Linked DNA regions of Oryzias latipes: region 2 is linked to region 1. A link is a contact called in public Hi-C data. All regions are on one chromosome and are shown on one strand. Each heading gives the region's core, a stretch centred on a gene start, on an enhancer-like site or on the middle of the called end of the contact. The rest is flanking DNA. Distances are from core to core; before and after follow the strand shown.

Region 1 (3,434 bases), core at 815-3,314:
AATCTTGAGAAGTCTTCTTAAGTAGAAAATCTCAAAGCAGGATTCTGAGAAAGCAAGATTCACAGAAAGTAAGTAAGTAAACGTGGTGGACTGAGGCGGTGGGAAATAAAACAAAATTTCATTTTTCCTTCAAGGCTTAAAAATAATTCAAACAATCTATTATCATGGAGTTTGAGCCACTCTCACAAGTGCATTGTGAAAGCTAACCAAACCAAATAAAGGGGGAAAATTGTCAGCAATTCCTAACCGTGCAGATAAAGGTCATCAGATTATCGTAAATGCAGTTGGGGGGCTTGCAACTCTCCAATCAGGGCAGATTTAAGGCTTCTTTGAGGTCAACACACCATGAGACGGAAATGTTTTTATTTTTTTCCCATGAGAGCATGGATTGAGGAATTAGCTTAAAAGAAATGTTTTTTGGAATCCTTAAGAGTAAAAAAAAAAAAAAAAATCAAAAAACAAGCATCAACACACCAACTTCCTCAACACACGGACGCCCCTCCAAACATCAGCTCCATGAAAGTGGCTCACTGTGGAGTGTAAAATTATCTGTGCAAGTTAAGTTGGTGATTTCATGTTTATTTCTGTTACAAGAACCAGGCAGACTTTACACACCCACATATATACAGCACAGGGTGGAGGAGCTGAGGCTCAACAATGAAGGAGTTTTCGTTATACGTTTAAAAAATCGGATTCGCTCTGACAAGTCAACAAATTTTGTTATTTCAAAAACCGTTTTCCTGATTACTAAAAGTTTGTAATGGTGATGGCTTTGAAGCGGTTTCATGAAGCAATGCAACATTTGAGATGCTTTTTATGTTTTGGGCTCTTTAGTTATTTGCTCTATATGGAAATTGAGCTGATCTATCTGCTTCTGTCACTTCACTATTAAACATCTGTGACCTGAAGTTCTTGGAACTTTAATTTGCTGAAATATTTTCTGTGTCACAGTGTTGGCACAAGATTATTATTTTTTTTAATTCTGGTACTTTATCTTAGTTTATTTACAGCAACATTTCTAAGATGTTTTAAAGTTTCATTCCGATCATCTCTTGAGATGAGATTTTGAAAGCATTCCTAGTTGTCTTTTATTTATGATTATGTTGTTTTAGCCAAAAATTTCAAGGACACGGTTTCTGTAGAGCGGCAGAAGATGAATAGAAATTGTGGGCGAGTTTTCCTAAATTTTAGCTGTCTTTTATATATTTAAGGGTGAAGGGATCTGCTTCTAGTTCCCACAAAGCATCAACTTTGAGATCTTTAAAGCTAAACCTGATGAAGACCTTTAAAGAACTGCATCAAACAATGGATCGAATTCTCTTCATAATGTCACAAACCACCTAGGTGTTCAGTTTATATACTCCCAACAGCATGCATCTGGTAAAGAAAAGAATCCTCTACAGGCTCCAGAAGTAAGAATTTCCTGCCCCTCCCTCATCATCTCACATAGCTGCACCTTGTTAGGACACATTTGCAGAGCCGCACAGAAAATTCTGCAAAACCGCGTTAGAATTGGATGGACAGGAAAGCCTCTGCACTACAAACACTTTCTAAAATAAAAAATAATCAGTGCATTGAATGAAGCAATCCTTCACAAAACCAAGGTTTTATGGTCGCTCCACTTCTTCTAAATCTTCTTATGTGAACCTTTTCTATTAACTTTTAAAAACGAGCATTTTTCTGATTTAGCTGAAATAACCAAAATAAAACATGAAAAAGCACAAAAATGAAGGAAAATCTTGACATCCAGAACATATATGCAAGTTTCAAACTCTTTAGATATTAGCAATTTTTGCCTACTGGTTGAAAGTAAAAAAAGTCTTCCTTTTACTCCTAATTCTACTTTAATGTACCTTTTAACTGTCAAAGACTGTGTCATTATTTTCACAAATTCTCCTTATCCAGAGAAGTTTTTATTTATAACATCATTGTTTTATCCTGCAGTTCTAACCCAAGCCCGATTTAACAGGCGAAGGTCTTCCGCCCCTCCCCGTCTGTGCGACAATACACAAACACACTTTGGGCCAGCTCTGCCAAATGCCATCTCCATGGCGATAACCCTTTCCCTGGATTGAGCAGTGGAAGGAATGCACTCATGGTGACCGCGCCAAGTGTGGGAAATACAACCCACACTGCTGCTTCTCTGCTTCTTTATTCTTACTTCCCTTAAAGACGGACACACACATTCACATAAACACACACAAACACACCTTCCTTAGGCCCCGCCCTTCTGAAATCTGAAGAGTGTGAGTGCTTCTGCTGTGGCAGATGAAGTGAAACCGTGCAGGTCACGGTCCAATTCACATCCGAATCACGGAGGAGTTAAAAATCTCAGCTATTTGAGGGGGAAAAAAAGCTCCCTGAGTCATCCTATTAACAGGAAATATTTACCAACCTGTTACATGGTAAAGCAGGGAAATAAATTTGAATGCAATAAATGAAGCAAGCAAATTAGTTCAGCCTTTCCCTCCTGTCCTTAAATCCAGAATCACAGCACACTGAGTTGACAGAATTCATTTATCTACTTCATGCTTTCTTCAGGAAAAAGGAAAAGCATATTCTGAAATCCTTTTTAGTCACAAAACCTCCAGAGGATGGCGCTGTCCATCCTCTGTTTTATTTGGATCCCTGCAGCATCTTAGACAGTTCAGCCTGAGAGTCACTAGAGGGAAGCAGCAGACAAAGCAAAACTTCAAATCTGTTACTAAACTTTACCCGCACCGGACTGAAAGATGATGCTCACTGCTGCCTTAATCAAATGACCTTCTCGTCTAAATCCATATTCACAACCAACATCCTGTGTGCATCAAATCTGAAAGGACAAGCTGAGAGGATCCAACACTCTTAGGGAGGTTTCTGTAGGAAAACCTCTGGTGAAGTGAATGAAAGCTTCATTTAAAGGGGTGATGACGTTCAGGAACACTGGCAAGCTCCAACACATGGAAAGACAATCAACCACGCCTACAACAGTTCACAAAACAAATCCAAAATCCTTCTGCCCCCACTCAGTCTCCCCAGGTGCCGGTAATATCTGAAGGGGTCTGTCAACTAATCACATGTGAGCAAGTGATTTTCTGGGAGTCCCACCACCAACCTGCAGCTTGTAAACATGTTGTGGTGGTTTCCATGGTGACCCAAAGGGAGGCTCAGAGATTTAACTCAAAGCCTGAAAACTATATAGAAGTTTGTAAGTGTAACATTACAGCTGGAGGATTTCCAAGCTCAAAATGGGAGTGGAAGGTGGTGCTGGTGGAGGGCTGTTCCTGATGTGTTGGAGTGGATGCAGGAATCTTTTTATGAACCCTTTCGAATACTCGTCCATATTTCATCATCAAACCTCTGCTTAGAACTACAAACTATATTTAAACTCCCTTACAGTCATAACAACCAAACATTTACCCCCAAAAATCTGAGGTGTGAATGTATTCATGTGT
Region 2 (3,713 bases), core at 1,113-3,612, 43 kb after region 1:
TTTTTACTTGAATACAATTAGATGACTAAGGTTTAAAGTTGACAACTTTTTTGAGGATAATAGAAGTAGTTTATTAAAATATCAGAATTTGGGCTGAATTTTTAAAATATTGAATTGATCAAAATGATCTAGAAAACAATTTTTTGTTCAATACATCCATAAATTGATTTTCCTTTAAAGATATATTGGGTTTTTGCATTTTTTCCAAGAAAATTCTTTATTTTTAATGGTATAATACCTCATTTTGTTAATGAAAGTTTCCCTTTAATTATTTTAAGTGACTACTTCTGTCAAAAAAAATGTCAAAAATGGTTTTGGATCTAAATTTGAAAAATAAAAACAGAAATGTAGTAAGTTATAAACTTGTGGGTCAAATTTAAATCAATGTCAGTACTTTGTTGTTTCCAGCCTTAACATGGAAAATTCTATTCTATTCTATCCCACATCACATAACAAAGCAGTTTTATTGTTGTTTGTGTCTCACATAAGTTTGTTTACGACACATGCGACAGGTCTTGGTAGTCAGATCACAGAAAAAGGCACCTTTGGGGCTAAAACTGGAGCATAGCTGCTGTTTTTTTTTTTTTTTTAGGACTGTGGATGCCATGCAGGCTTCATGTGGGTGCAAGCATCACATGTCGCAGGGGGGCTGGCCTGCCCTTTGTCAGACACACACACACACAAACTTCCACATTCCCCACAGTTCATGCACTGCTTTCTGTGCAGACCTCCAAAAGTCAGCGCGTTCAGGCAGGATCCAGTTACAACCGACAAGATCCTCCCGTCCTCACACTCCTGCATTCAAGCATCCATCACCTCACAAGCACGTCCATTCTTTATCCCTTTCTCTTTTCTGAGTCACTCAGTGTCTAAAGAGGAAGAAAAATCACAACAATACAAAAAAAAAAAAAAAAAAAAAAAAAAAGGAAAATGCTTGTCTGGGTATCAACAGGTGAGACTGAATAGGATGGACTTCCAGGTACTGAGAGATGCAAAAGACTGAAAAAGAAATGTATCTGTAGAACCCCAAACAAAAAAAGAATAAAAGCCAAGAGAATGCATAAAAGAGAAAAAGCTTTAAAAGGTGGAATTATTCCAACAAACGAACATAAAAAGAAACTACTGCAGTTATTATAAAATGTCAGTGATAATGGGAGAGGTGGGAATTGAAGCACGGAGGTCATCATGGGTGATCATTAAAAGAAAAGACATTCATCCGAGCAAAGATGCTTCTGAAAATGCTCCACGTCTATTCTTGGTGAATTCCAGGGGGGAGACCCTGTGACTGACCCCCCACCCCATGGGATCTGACAGGATATCATCACACCACATGCACACTTACATGTGTGTGCACACAAACAAACAGCATCACACTGCAGGGCGACAGGGGGTAACATGAGTTTTAAAAAAGGGTCTTTAAATACAAAACCTGCTCTATTGGAAACCTGTGAGGCAATTTGAAGTTAGAAAGCAGCTAAATGTTTCTGAAAACCTTCTGAAACTGGTTTAACTGTTCTGAAAAGCATACACCTCATACCAAATAGGGCTTTTAAAGTTATATTGAGTCAGAATATAAATGAAAAACACATTTCTTCCTTTTAAAAGACAGTAAAATTTAAAGAAAATTACTTTATAATTACATGTTTTAATTAAACCAACAATTTTTTGACACACTAGCAATTCCGTGTATTTAAGCAAACACTAAATTCTAACTAATTGAAAAGCCAAAGTTGAATTTAGGTGTTCTGTGTCCGGGGCTTGAACTCGACTTATTGTGGCCGCAGGACCCCCCCTGCCGCTCCCCGCGCAAAGATCTGCAGTCTCCAAACTTCCCTTCACGCGGAACCCTCTGATGTGCAGAAAACCCCGCGCGCGCATGCAGATCCCTCACGCCCTGTTCACAACAATCACACGAGACGGCCGTGACGCCAAGTTTGTCCCGGAGGACGGGCAGCGCCGTACCTTCTGCCTTCCGCCGACCAGCCGCGTCCCAACTCCCGTCACGACGAGGCTCGACGCGGACTGCAGAGCGCTCTGGAGCCGGGGAGGCTGCGGGCGAGAGCGGACGGATGGCTGCTCCAGCACGCGGCGACTCCGCGGGGAAGATGTGCGCGCGCGTGTGAGTGCGTGACAGCTCGCGGAGAGACTGAGCAGAGGCAGGAGTACCGGGGAACTTAGGGGGAGTTCCCGTTAGCAGAGCGGCTGGGCGGGGCCGGGTCTCACGGTTACGGCTCTCTTCCGTTCAGTCCCAGGCGAAGAAAACAGTTGGATCCGTATCACTGCTGTGGTTGAAGGAACATATTTGTTGCTGCAGGGTGTATTTTTGTATCACAGCTCTGAACTCTGACGTAACACATTTGTGTTTGGAGCCTGATGAAGACTAAAAACATGAACTCATCTTTGTGTGGGTCACAGTTTCAGGACATTAAACACTCAAATCAAACAATCGTTTTTTTTTTTACTTTTACATTTTCAGCCCTTAAGTTGCTAATTGTATCCAAATTCAAAAGACTTCATGTTAAGCACATATTGATCAACTAAATTAGAGCCAGATGACTTCATCAGATAGCCACTAGGTGGCTTTTTACACAAATACCTCCAATGGACAGCAGGGAAAAAGAGTAAAGGCTGGTTTGAATACCTTTTTTTTCATTATTCGACATTCGACATCATGATTAAATGTTCCACGTTCAGATCAGGCATGTGATGCACATTCAAGAATACAGTTGAAAGAGGCTTGGTGGGAAATGTCGAAGCAGTGCGAGTTCGGCAAATCTATTCACAGCTCCATTCCGATTTATGAAAAACTTGGTGTCATATAACTCCTTCTGGGCACAAACTGCAACTATTAATTTCTCCTCCATGATCAATTTTCAAACAGTTGGGGCTTCAGTAACTTAAAAAGGATGCCGTCCACTGGTTTAACTTTCAACAGGCATTCATTCAACGGATGCCCATTTGTTACGTAGCGCCCGAAAATGGACGCAGAAACTTGCTTAGTGACGCATGAAAGCCAGAGCTTTGTATACAGAAGCCCAAAACGCGCATTTATATGGATTTTTCATTGAAAGTGGTCGCTTAAACGTGCGTTACCAAGGGTGATGTGAACGCAACTTAGGTCACAACTGGACAGGTGGATGGGCAAACCTGTACTGGGCACACAGGCACAGAATCTTTAGATTGTTGATCACCTTAACCTGTAAAGCAAAAATCTTCAAGCACATTTTTTCTGTGGACATGCTGCAGGCAACAGGTTGTAGTGAACACTTACACAACACGTAATGGTGAAGTAGGTGAGACACAGGCACGTCGTACAGATTTATCCTTTTTTCATACCCCTGAAACCTGTTCACTGTCTTCACAGAGTGCCCATTAGTGCTGTTCAAGTGTTCGAGCGCAGCCTGTCTGTTAGAAATTAGAAAATTAGACCATCATACTGTATCATGTGTAGGCATCCTGCCCTTACGTACCCCCATGCCAGCACTATTTGCTCACACTCAGTGAGGAGCAAGGGCTGCACCCAACAAATGACCAGAGTGCAGCGTAAGGGTACAGTACGTTATAAGTGTGTGTAACTTAGATTATTCCTACAAATACTTCACTATACACCTTCAAACGCACATCAATGGACTGTTTCTTTTTCATGACGTCCCTTAAAAAAAGTTGGGTTTCTTGGTGTTTTAACATGTTCTTGTAGCCTTTTTCTCATGATT

The links. A called contact is a pair of places that touch in the nucleus more often than the background predicts.
Region 2: a contact with region 1 is called in a Hi-C map of gastrula embryo, with 1.7 times the contacts expected there. The contact joins the promoter of ppp2r3a here to the enhancer-like site in region 1. A contact is called at or near these places in 5 of 5 Hi-C or Micro-C datasets (embryo, fibroblasts and gastrula embryo).

What each region holds. Positions count from the first base shown.
Region 1 is chr22:5,663,652-5,667,085 of ASM223467v1, forward strand. The region is part of intron 2 of ppp2r3a (serine/threonine-protein phosphatase 2A regulatory subunit B'' subunit alpha); the gene reads right to left. Among protein-coding and RNA genes, the nearest start is that of fndc3b, 25 kb to the left of the region's middle. Within about 2 kb of position 2,065, at least 7 of the 8 cell types and tissues checked have an H3K27ac peak or open chromatin away from gene starts, as enhancers often do. A contact at or near this core is called in embryo and gastrula embryo, where this site is marked.
Region 2 is chr22:5,706,141-5,709,853 of ASM223467v1, forward strand. It overlaps ppp2r3a (serine/threonine-protein phosphatase 2A regulatory subunit B'' subunit alpha), which reads right to left and starts at 2,363. Exons shown (of 13, transcript XM_020713792.2): 1 at 1,963-2,363.